Regions from separate parts of the Sus scrofa genome. Here all the other regions are linked to region 1. Evidence: chromatin contacts called from public HiChIP or PLAC-seq data. All regions are on one chromosome and are shown on one strand. Each heading gives the region's core, a stretch centred on a gene start, on an enhancer-like site or on the middle of the called end of the contact. The rest is flanking DNA. Distances are from core to core; before and after follow the strand shown. Region 1 has its middle 210 kb from the start of LRIG1. Region 2 overlaps LRIG1 (leucine-rich repeats and immunoglobulin-like domains protein 1). Region 3 overlaps LRIG1 (leucine-rich repeats and immunoglobulin-like domains protein 1).

Region 1 (4,029 bases), core at 981-3,480:
TATCAATTTATTTACATAATTTTAATAGCTGCATGGTATGATAGATATGAACATGTCATCATTTACCCAACCAGCTCCTTATTTGATAATCCTTTGGGACTTCACTTTTTACTCATATAAATAATGCTGCAGTCAACATTTCCAAATGTACATCCTTTGCCTGCTACGATCTTTTTGGAATCTGTGTATCTTTCCAGTCCACACAAATCTTGGGGGAGGACAGGAGTCACATACACTTTACACACACTGTGGGAGTAATTCTTCTTTATACCAAGTAAACGTCTAGGCAGAGAACCTTGAATAATTCTCTGTCTAACATTTCTGTTAGACACAAAGGGGAAGAAGACTCTGAGATCACATAAGCAATGCCTGTAGCTCAAGTCATTGCACATAGTATATCCTCAGTTAGTAACAGCTGCTAATACAATCACTGCTGTTCTTTCTTTTATTTTAGTCCATGTCCCTTCACTAGGAAAGATCTGAGCATGGCACTCGGTGGCCTGAGACACAGAAGATGAAAAGTGAACCATTTTTCTGTTTATTAAATGTTTCTGGCTTTGGATGTAATCAAGTGTGAGTTTTAGAAACAAATGGTCAAGCCAAGAATGCAGTTCATCCAACCATCCTCTCCAGACATCAGTGAAATGGCTATAGAACATTGCCGTACAGACCATATAACCAGTGGCGGCCATAATGATGGTCAGATGTGTTTTTCTCTTTGTATTAAAAAAGTACATTTTTTTTCTGGCTTTTTGTATACTATTGTCTCTGTTCTAGCTTTATTATTTAAAGGAAATAATAAGGTATGTGGGACTTTCATAAATATTATTACCTGTCAGATTCTGAGGGCTATCACTCTGTCTCAGAGCTCAAGGACCCCGCAGGTTAGTTCCAGAATCTTCAATAAAGGACCTCTACTACAGTTTCTGCTTTATCCACTTCAATCATAACACATTTGTAACAAATATAAACACCAAAACATCCCCCAAACAAAGAACACCTAACACCAAACTGCTTCCGCCCAAATCTACTGTGCTTTTTATGAGACTGTGTGTGGCTCCTGGCGATGCAATGATTTTGAACATCATTTTCAGGAAAGAATTCTTGCTACCAGTTGAGGTTCAGATTTATGGCTCTGTTCTTTGCCCTGAGGTGAGATGGAAGCGATATCAATGAGGTTCTAGTTTGGGGGTTGCTAGAAGCAAGTAACATGAGCCAATGATCAGGACCTAAAATCAGTAGAGCAGGGGAAAAAAAAGCCTGATGAAAAGAGAGAAATCAAGAAGGCACTCTATTTCTTGTTATTGTCTGTGTTACAATTCATTTTAAAATTAAGTAATCGTGTTATATTAGCACGAGAGAAAATAGTAGGTACCATTAAATGTATAAAGTAACATCAAAAAAGTTTTGCTCTTTAACCCTTAATCGATAACCAGTCTCACAGTCATGGCACCTCTATCACCTTCTTCCTAAACAGAGGGAGATTTTCAGAATCGAAATCTTATGTCATCTCAAAGGAATTTAATTAGAAATAATGATCATTACTATCATTTATTGAGCACCTCCTGAGGGCCTGGCACTATGTGAGGTCCTTGGCACACATGGGTCAATCAATATTTCTTGAGAGCCTAGGGTGTGCCAGGAATTATTCTAGATGCTAAAGATACAGCAGTGAACAAAAAACCCAGGGTCCCTGCTTTCTTAAAGTTTCTATCCTAGTAAGAGGAGACAGTCAACAAGTTAGCAAATGAACAAACAAACAGGAGACTCAATGCTATGCAGAGAATTAAAATATAGTAATGGGACAGAGAACTGCTGGGTAGTCAAGAAAGACCCCCATAAGTAGGGTATATTTAAACTGAAACTTTAATAAAAGGAAGATCCACCTCGTAGAAGGTGAGGGGGCAGAATTTAATCTTCATGATAACCTTAGCAATCCTATTGCAAAGAAGAGGAAAATGAAGCTCAGAGAGGCTAGGCAATTTCCTCTTAGGATGGTTGAGATTCAAACATTGTTCCCATGTCTGTGAAGCCCCACTCTGTCGGGAATAATGATGGTGCGTTCTGTTCACAAACGTCTCTCTCAAGAGATCATGAGTGTGGTTGTTACAAAGTGGGGGGGAGGGGGACAAAAAGACACGTGGTTTGGGACATGGGATATGAGTTTGTTGTTTCAGCTGTGACCAGTATGAGTGACATTTGAAAAGGGAAAGTGAACTGACTGGTGCACATCCAAAGAGCTTGTCCAGTCAGAGAACAGGGGGTAGCCTGGGTCCACACAGGCAGGGCCAGGCCAATACCCAGTGGCCAGGGTTTGAACCCTGTGGGTTTGGTATTACCTACAAGTGTTCCTGGAGGTAACACCTTCAGGCTTCTGACCCTCACATTTGATATCTATCCTTTTTTTTTTCTCTTTTTCTTTTGAGAGCCACACACACAGCATATTCAATTTCCCATGCTAGGGAGTCACTGCCAGCCTGCATCACAGCCAGAGCAACACCAGATCTGAGCTGCATTTGCAACCTACCCTGCAGCTTGTTGCAACGCCAGATCCTTAACTCACTGAGCAAGGCCATGGATTGAACCCACATCCTCATGGACACTATGTCGGGTTCTTAACCCACTGAGCCACAATGGGAACTCCTAATATCAATTGTTTTTACAGGAACAACTCCTAAGAAGACTGGTGACCTTTGAGAATTTCATGACCTGTCTTTGTCAGTTCATTAGCTTACCATCTCAAAGAGTAAAACATGAAAAGAAAAAAAATCTCACTAGCCTCAAATTCTCACATATTCTGGACTCACTGGCCATTTCTATCTTCTTTCAGGGATGTCTTTCTATTTTCTGCAAGCTTACGACTAGGGATTTGTGATAAACTTAGGCAACTGTTTAGAGCAGGGACCTGTTTTACTTCTCTTTACATCCTCTGTGGATTTGCATCGACACATTTCAATTTGAGAATCTCTGGTTCAGGACAGTGGTTCTCAATCTTGGGAACATATCAGAGCCACCCAATGAGATTTTAAAATGTTGATGCCCAGGCAACATTCTGTTCCAAACAAATTATATTCTCTAGGTGGTTAAGCTCATGTATCTGTGATTTTCATAGCTCCTTAGGTGATTCTAACATACAGTCAAGGTAGAGATGCCCTGGTCTGGAAACTCTCTCTGATGTAATTTGATGCAGTTTAGGCTCAGTATTGGAAAATCAGCCTTGAATGGTGCCTATAGAAATACATAATTCCAAATTCCCAAGAGCCACCTTAAACATTAGTCATCCTCTTTCCTTTGATCAGAAAGGCAAATAGGTAGCATGTATGCCTGCAGTTATTTTAAGAGCTCCACGTAGTAGAAGAGCTACTTGGAGAACTTGCTAAAAGGCAGACCTCTAGGTAGTTACTGATTCAGCACAGTCAGGGTGAGGCCTGGGAAACACTATTTTTAACATGCACCTATGTGATTCTGATGCAATTTACCCTTAGTTCAACTTTGAGAAACAATGCCTTGGTAGAGTGCTTCCCAACTGAGGGTGACTTCTTTAGCCTTCAGGGGACATTTGGCAATGGCTTGAGAAATTTTTGGTTGTCACACTGGTGTGTGTGTGTGTGTGTGTGTGTGTGTGTGTGTGTTTGTATGTGTTTATCTGTGTGTGTGCGCACGTGTTACAGGGATCTAGGGAGTAGAGGCCAGGGAAGCTGCTCAACATCTTATAATGCAGAGGACAGCCCCCACAATGAAGAATTTTCTGGCCCAATATGTCAATAGTGCTGAGGTTGAGAAATCTTGCCTTGGATGAACATCTCTTCTGATGTCAACCTTCTCAGCTGGCCTCAAAGAAAACTCTTAAAACTCTTTAGAACTCCCATAGCTCTTCCTGGTGTTAAAAATCATCTTTATGTGTGAGGTTCATCTCCTCTATATAAGAAAAATTTCTTTAGGCCAGGATCCTTGCTTCATTCTTTTTTGAATCTGCCCTCTTCCCTTCTCCAGCATGCAGCCTTCATTCTCTGAATGTTTATGCCGTTT
Region 2 (4,029 bases), core at 866-3,365, 320 kb before region 1:
CCCGGATAAAGGACAGGCCAACGCATCAGTGAAAGGCTGTGTGAGGTTTTCAGAAGACCTTCTTCCACGGGGACCAAATCATTATTATTCTGGGGGTGGCTTAGCAGGGAGAGTGAACTAACCCTCCAGCCACAGAAACCCCTCTGATTCCCAAAGTGCCCTGTGACTGGCCAGAGTTTATCCTTGCCCTAGACCACACCCAGCCTGCCTGATCAGAGGGCAGCTTTTTTATGTAGAGTTTTATACCTAAACCTTTGGAAGGCTCTGCTCATTCGCTCACTTTTTTGCTTTTTTAATTAAAGAGATGGAACCACCTTTTTAAAATTATAGGCTGCTTGCTAAGGTTTTCTTAAAATAGAAATAGCCCCTACACTCACCTCCAGCTTCACACCACAGTCTGAGAACCTTGCCTCTTGGTACCATGACGTGGAAGAAAACTTCTCTCTCACATGTACACACACGCACATAGCCACACACACGTATATATACTTAGCACTATCAACAGTCGAACCTAAGACTGTCAGGGTGGCATTGGCAGAGATGGAGCCAGCTGAGTTCTGGGCGGTACAGCTATAAACTCCCATGTCATCAACTTTCACGTCAGTGATGAAAAACACGTCGTCGTCTGGCATGACATGCATGCGTCGCTCACGAGCTGCAGGGAAATCCGTGCCTCCGTCCTTCTGCCAGGCAATCTGGGGGTTAGGGTGGCCGGTGGCAGCACATTCAAGGCGGGCCATGGTGCCAGTCCGGATGGCAATATCATGGGGCATTTTGGTGAATGATGGCAACACTGCAGAACAGACAAATCCAGGGTCCAGCGGTTGGAAAGCTAGATGCAAAGGCTGGAAATATCCTCCGTCAAACTCACAGCCGCACCCCCCCCCGCCCCGCAAACCATGGTGTCAGCTCATCACACCGTGCCGCCCTTCGTGCCAGCATCTGCCCAGAACCACTGCTGCCCACTGTGGGTCAGAAGCAGAAGTTCCCAGGGGCTACCCAGCTTCTCCCAGGTCCCTCTGTGGCTATAGCCCCTCAAATGTAAGGCTTCCAGGAAACATTTCCCTGCTGTCCCTGAAGGAAATCAGTCTGTACAGGGAGACCCCATAAATGCCAGGGCCTGAAGCTTGCCTGCCTTAATCACCAGGAGTGAGACTGGGAAACAAAAATGTTTGCTCCTGCAAGACGCCAGGACAGAGGAAAGCAACAGAATGGCTCTTCCCTCTTGAGGAAAGCCCGTTTAGGAGAGGTGGTGTTGGAACTGTATTCCTGTATATGGGGGACTGAGAGCATTCTGCCAGCTTGTTTATCCCGAATACTCCCTGATACTCGTAAGCATCCAGCCAACTGTCGGATGGCACTCCAGTTCCCATTGAGATTGCTCTGGTGGGAATCTAACACTGCCCCAAGTTTCTGAGAAACAATGAGGACATGCTCATAGTAAGACAACCAGCCAAAGTGTGGTTTAAAAAAAAAAAAAGGAATTTTTGTGGTAAGAGCTTCCACAGCAGTTGAGCACTTTTTAATGACAGGTTCAATAATCAAGAGAATCCTAAGTTACTAGGATGAGGGGTTAACTTCTCAAGCTATTTACCTCTCTCCTTCTACCCTAAACTCACTACAAAATGAAAGCCCTGAAGCAAGCCATCTTGACAGACTCTAAAACTGGTGACTGAGTACAATCCTTGAAACACCTGCAGGCCATTCTTCCAGCAAGCAGGCACTCACACTTCCTTGCCCTCCTCAGCCTCTGGAGAGGCAGGTGCCCAGCTGTCCCACCCAGGTTGGCCTCTGGCCCCAAGGCCATGCTATCTCAAAGAAGAGCAGTTTTCCCAGCATCAGGGCATACTTGGAATCTGGATACCAGACATCCTGCATTACGGAGAATGAAAAAAAAAAAAAAAAATACAAGGCTTGGGCCTAAATGTCACTTGACATAGTCACTGGATTAAAAAAAAAAATCACCCCAAACAAAGAATCCACTGAAAATAACCCTGCCTGCCATCTACACCACTGGCTCTGGGCCCAAGCCAGGAAAGGGTGCAGTGGAACAGTGACACAGTGAAGCAGGTGTGTCTCCTGCCCAGCCACTGCCACATGATGGTAGAACAGTGTGGCTTCGGAGGAATGTGTCACCCCAATGAAAGACAGCACTTCCTACCGTTCACAGTGAGCCTGGCCTTGTGGGAGTAGGTAGAGCCAAAGTGGTTGGTGATGACACACTGGTAGCGGCCCTCATGCCCGAAAGTGACGCGGCGCAGGTGCAGGATGGTGGTGTACTCCATCACCTCCCCATCTTGGGCGCGGACGTGGGCGAAGTTCTCCATGTCCGCATTGGCCAGCACTTCGCTGTCCTTCTTCCAGGCAAACGTCATGGGGGAGCTGCTGCTGCTGGCAGCCGAGCAGGTGAAGCGGATGTCCCTGCCCACCACGGCTGTCGTCGTCTCTGGCTGGGTGATGATCTGTGGCTTGGGTAAGTCATCTGGGGGAGAAAAGAGCCATGCATAAGTCGCTCGGACTCTTTAGGACATAGGGACCAGCTGCTGTTCAAGTTGACAAGAAACTGAGACACTGTGCAGGGACCAGACCTTCCTGGGTCCTTGTGCCCCCTCAGCTCCACTAACACTATAAAGGACTTGCACCACAGCTGTCAGACCATATCCAGTTACAGATCCACGAGCACCTTCCTTGGTTACAACAAACACATCCGCCAGTACTCGGTTATCAAAGCAGTCTGCAGTTTCCACAAGAAGACTGGAGCTCGCTTCACTTGATTACTGTCATAAAAAACCCACTCACACAATTGGGAACCATTGTGATAGCAAGGGCCTCACCTACCAAAGCTGCATCCCCAGGGCTGCATTTGTTTGACACAATACAGTTTACTTTGCAAGAGAAGCCCAGGGCATGTGGTGAGAGCAATCAGCAATCAGGGATGAGGCAGGAACATCAGCTGGAAGCAACTAGAAGCTGTCCAGAAAATGACAAAGGAAGCTGGTAAAGATTCACCAGAGGGGCTTTAAAAAGATCTAACACATTCTTGAGGACAGAGAAGGCCACCTGCAAATGCAGGCCTATGTGTAGGCCCAGGGAAGACCTGAGAGGGTCCTGATTGCTTCTCTGTGACTGACCCTCATCAAAGATCAGTGCAAACTGATCAGCACACAACAGAGATGCTGGGCAAAGGATGGGAGACTGAAATCTCAAGTAATTTAAGGACTCTGTCCAGTCATTATTAGCAAGCCACATAGGGACTTCCATGGCTGTACAGAACAGATAATACAACATTTATCCAGAAAAGTCACCAAATAAATACACTGTAACAGTAAACAGAACAAACCCCAGGGAAGGACACAAGGAGGATGTGATTTCCAGACTTGCCACATTATTTTAAATACTCAATTTTCAACAACAACCACAAAAACAAAACATGCAAAGAAACAAGGAGAAAGCAGTCAATAGAAAATGTCCCTGAGGGAGTCCAAATCTTGTACCTACTAAATAAAGACTTTAAGTTGACTTTATAAATACATTCAAAGAACAAAAGGACACCAAGTCTAAAGGAAAGTATGGGACCATTTCCTTCCCCACCAATAAAGATCTAGAAATTGTACAACTGAGCCAAACGTAAACTTTGAGGTTTAAAAGTACAATAACTGACATGAAAAATTCACTAAAGGGGGCCATCAGCTGAAATGAGCTGGGAGGAAAGTCAGGGAAAGTGAGACAAGTCAGCTGAAGTTATCCAGTCTGATAAAGAATAAAGAAAGGGAGCAGAGCCACAGAAAGCTTGATGAGATAGCATCAAACGTAATAACACACACATAATGAGAGTCCAAGATGAAAGAAAAAGGAACAGGAGGAGTATTTGAAGAAATAATGGCCCCAAACTTTCCAAGTTTGAAGAATATTTTTCATCTACACATCCAAGAAGCTCAACAGAGTCCAAATGGAATAACTCAGAGATTCACACCCTGAAGCTTCACAGTCAAACTGTGTAAAACTAAAGACAATCTTAAAAGCAGTAAG
Region 3 (4,029 bases), core at 889-3,388, 280 kb before region 1:
TCTTACTAGAAACAGCGAACATTCCATAATGTTACTTCAACATTAAGCTTTCAAAAATCAGCAAAATTCAAATTACAGCTCTTGCCTCATTTGAACTAAGAAAGAGTTTCACACAATCTAGCCCAGAAATGAGGGGAAAAAACAATACATCTGCCACCACTCCCATTCCTTCCCTCGCCATTCCCCAGAGTGACACCAGCATACATAGTTAATCAAACTCCACACCCAGCAGCCTGAGTACCCATGGCACTTTGCACCTGGCCCATCACTGTGCTGCCCTGGAATTCTTATGCCTGGAATAAGAATTCTTATTTTTATTCTCTGGCTTTACACCATAGCACCTAACCCCACTGCCACACGTACCAGATGCTCTGAGGGCTGATGAAAATGATCAGAATGAAGGTGTGTATACAATATTTCGATTGAGTACAAAAGCCAGTGCAGGGCAGAGCAGCCCTGGTGTCTACCTAAGGGGCTTCACTGTATTACTGCAAGCACCCAAAGATGTTAATCATTTCAAGAACACACAAGAAGATGATGATTTCTCCTCTGTTGAAAAATACAGCACTATCCAACAGGTCACAGCATCCGGGGTGGCTGCTGTTCTGTTTGTTTGCAGATGTTTTCATTAAATATTGCAGGCATACTGAAAAGGGCATAAACGGTAAAGGCAGAACTCGGTGCATTTTTATAAAATGTCTGCGCCCATGCACATGACAGATATAGAACATTTCCAACATCCCAGCCAGCTCCCTTCCATCACTTTCCTTGTCATTTATTCTTTCCAAAAAGAACCTTAATTTCTACAACCTGTGATTAATTTTTCCTATTGCTATACTTGATCTATTTGGAATCGTTCCCTATATATTCTCCTGTATCTGGCTATTTCAACTCCACATCATGAGATACATCCATGTAGTTGTACTGGCAGGACTTAATTCTTTTTCACCATTGTGTAGTATTTCTCTTGAGGGACTACATACTATATAAAGCAATTTGCTTTTCATTCTACTGCTGATGGACACTGAGTTATTTCCAGCTTGGGTTATTGCAAAAATCACAGTGATGCACAGGGACACGCATTTTCCACGTATCTTTTGGCACATATTTGCATGCATTTGTGCTAGGTGTCAATGTCTTGGGTGGCCCTGCTACACAGCTTTCAAGCACGCACATGTTTGGCCTCAGCAGACACCAGCGGTTTTCCTTTAAACCAAATTCCCCAAGGCTGAAATGAATCGGAAAAGCCATCTGATCCAAGGTGCCATGTTTCATGCAGTCTAGACCAATGACCTTTTTTCTCTTTCTCTTTTTTTTTTTTTTTTTTTTTTTTGCCACACCTGCAGCACATGAAAGTTCCCAGGCTAGTGGTCGAATCTGAGCTGTAGCTACCAGCCTAAGCCACAGCCAGAGCAATGCCAAATCTGAGCCACAGTCTGCGACATACACCACAGCTCACTGCAACGCTGGATCCGTAGCCCAGTGAACGAGGCCAGGGATTGAGCCTGAGTCCTTACCACTTTAGCCATAACAGGAACTTTTTTTTCAACCACTTTCTCAGATGCCACCACCCTTGTGTGTCCCTCGCCCTGTATCCCTCCCCCACCCAAAGCATTAGGAACACAGCCTAGGACCACAGAGCATGACAGAGCACAATCTCATCTTGTCCAGGTGTCAGAGTGATTTTATTATAAGTGGGGGCCTCATGAGCACCCAAGGGGGGGGGTGGGAGAGAATTAATAATTCTAAGTCCCAAATTGGTAAGAAAACTGACTGTGCCTGTTGTTGGGACCAGGGTCCATATGCACCTTGAAAATGAAGCTAAGGGAATTTTTAAAATAACACTTGAACCCAGGAGAGCTTTCCTAGGCCCAGGGAAGAAAAGTCTCTCTTCGCTGAATGACAGTAGAAAACATCACCTTCTCACAAGGCTGCTTTACATTCATCTCCTTAAAAATGAAAACCAAAACCATCTGTGCTCTTGCATACATCGATAATGTGCTCGAAGACACCAGTGCCTCATAAGAATGGCCCCGCCTGGGTTATTTGCTGGACAGGAAATGAGACTCCGAGTAAGCAGGTCTCCTTCTGTCTCTTGCTCACCCCCTCTCCCCCACAGCGGCTGCTGGTGAATCACCAGTTCCCTGGGGAATTTTGGCCGATTCTCAGCCTGGCTGCAGAGGACGTTCCGGATCTGTTTATTCAGGTGGAGATTGGATAAAAAACAAGAGCAGCCCAGTGGCGGGATAAACAGCCTCCGCCAGGCAGGGTCAGCCCCTTCGAAGGCAGGATGGGGCCACGTCAACCAACCTCCTGACCCATTCACTTCCTTCGGGGTTACTTTCCCCTTGGGGTCTTCAACGGACTGTTTCCATGAAGTCCTTGTGAAGGGGACCTAAGGTCCCATCCCTATGGAGGAGCCAGGCCCCAGACGCCTCAATACACCAGATCCTGCTTGCTTCTCCCACCCACCGGCTTATCCACAGGGAGCTGGAAAGCCATGATCTGGAATGAAGAAACCAAGGCACAGCCAAGAGTCAGCCACCACAGTTCTGTGAGGTTGAGAGTGACCCAAGCCACGAAGGACAGCAAATCATCAGGATCCAATCCAAACTACAGACACAGAACAAAAACAAACCTGCTGGGGAAATGCACATTGCCAAGTGAAAGATGTTAATCAGAAAAGGCAACCTAGTTGTATGCTTCCAAATACAGGACATTCTGGAAAAGGCAAAACTATGAGGACGGTAAAAAGATGAGTTGTTGCCAGGGACTTGGGAGAGAGAGAAATTTGAATGGGTGACACACAAGGGACTCTTAGGACAATGAAACGATTCTGTGTGATAACTGTAATGGTAAATACATATCACTGAATGTTTACAGAAGCCCCCAGAATGTCTAACACCAACAGTGAATTTTCACCAACACTATAGGTTTAGATAATAATAATGTATCAACACTGGCCCTTCAACTGTAACAATGCACCACACTAATGCAAGATGTTACTAACAAGAGTGGAAACTGGAGGGGGAAGGTAGATGCTTCCAAGGTCTCTGTACTTTCTTCTCCATTTTTCTGTAAACCTAAAACCGCCCTAGAAGTCTACTAATTATAAACAGAATGAAACAAAACCTCCTAAGGTATTAAGGAGTCCCAAGATCATTACATCATTAGGATGTAAGCTACACAGGGCTGAGATTTAGCAGGTTTTCTTTACTGCTATGTCTTTAGCACCTAGAACCATGCGTAGAACATAAATGACACTCAGACACTCAATAAATAGCTGTTGAACAAGCAAATGAATTAAGACTTGAGTTCAGTCTCCTATGTTCACCATTGCATTCTAGAACAGCAGAGTGTTATTCAGAAAATAAACAAACAAGGAGTTCCCGTTGTGGCTCAGCAGTAACAAACCCGACTAGTAACCATGAGGACGAGGGTTTGATCCCTGGCCCTGCTCAGTGGGTTAAGGATCTGGTGTAGCCTTGAGCTGTGGTGTAGGTCACAGGTGAGGCCTGGATCTGGCAAGGCTGTGACTATGGCTTAGGCAGCCATCTGTGGCTCCAATTCGACCCCTAGCCTGGGAACTTCTTTTTTTTTTTTTTTTTTTTTTGCTATTTCTTTGGGCAGCTCCCGTGGCATATGGAGGTTCCCAGGCTAGGGGTTGAATCGGAGCTATAGCCACCGGCCCACACCAGAGCCACAGCAACGCGGGATCCGAGCCACGTCTGCAACCTACACCACAGCTCACGGCAACGCCGGATTGTTAACCCACTGAGCAAGGGCAGGGACCGAACCCGCAAGCTCATGGTTCCTAGTTGGATTCGTTAACCACTGCGCCACGACAGGAACTCCCTGGGAACTTCTATATGCCACAGGTACAGCCCTAAAATGCAAAAACAAACGAACAAATACCACTCTGAGGAAAGACCAATCAACCAAATTAATTTTTTTAAGAATTTTAATGTAATGTAGAATTAATTTTTTTAGGTAGATAAGCTGATACTCGTTATAAGAAAATGTCAAGTG

What was found. HiChIP or PLAC-seq counts read pairs in DNA pulled down with a chosen protein or histone mark.
Region 2: a contact with region 1 is called in an H3K27ac HiChIP or PLAC-seq map of skeletal muscle. The contact joins two enhancer-like sites. A contact is called at or near these places in 1 of 47 Hi-C or Micro-C datasets (skeletal muscle) and 1 of 2 datasets of contacts at active chromatin or transcription factors (skeletal muscle).
Region 3: an H3K27ac HiChIP or PLAC-seq map of skeletal muscle shows a contact between it and region 1. The contact joins two enhancer-like sites. A contact is called at or near these places in 2 of 47 Hi-C or Micro-C datasets (fetal heart ventricle and psoas muscle) and 1 of 2 datasets of contacts at active chromatin or transcription factors (skeletal muscle).

What each region holds. Positions count from the first base shown.
Region 1 is chr13:48,236,576-48,240,604 of Sscrofa11.1, forward strand. No RefSeq gene overlaps it. Among named protein-coding and RNA genes, the nearest start is that of LRIG1, 210 kb to the left of the region's middle. Within about 2 kb of position 2,231, at least 1 of the 83 cell types and tissues checked has an H3K27ac peak or open chromatin away from gene starts, as enhancers often do. A contact at or near this core is called in skeletal muscle, where this site is marked.
Region 2 is chr13:47,913,591-47,917,619 of Sscrofa11.1, forward strand. LRIG1 (leucine-rich repeats and immunoglobulin-like domains protein 1) reads right to left here. Exons shown (of 20, transcript XM_005669717.3): 14 at 2,162-2,482; 15 at 512-793. Among named protein-coding and RNA genes, the nearest start is that of LRIG1, 110 kb to the right of the region's middle. Within about 2 kb of position 2,116, at least 1 of the 83 cell types and tissues checked has an H3K27ac peak or open chromatin away from gene starts, as enhancers often do. A contact at or near this core is called in skeletal muscle, where this site is marked.
Region 3 is chr13:47,952,008-47,956,036 of Sscrofa11.1, forward strand. The region is part of intron 3 of LRIG1 (leucine-rich repeats and immunoglobulin-like domains protein 1); the gene reads right to left. Among named protein-coding and RNA genes, the nearest start is that of LRIG1, 73 kb to the right of the region's middle. Within about 2 kb of position 2,139, at least 13 of the 83 cell types and tissues checked have an H3K27ac peak or open chromatin away from gene starts, as enhancers often do. A contact at or near this core is called in skeletal muscle, where this site is marked.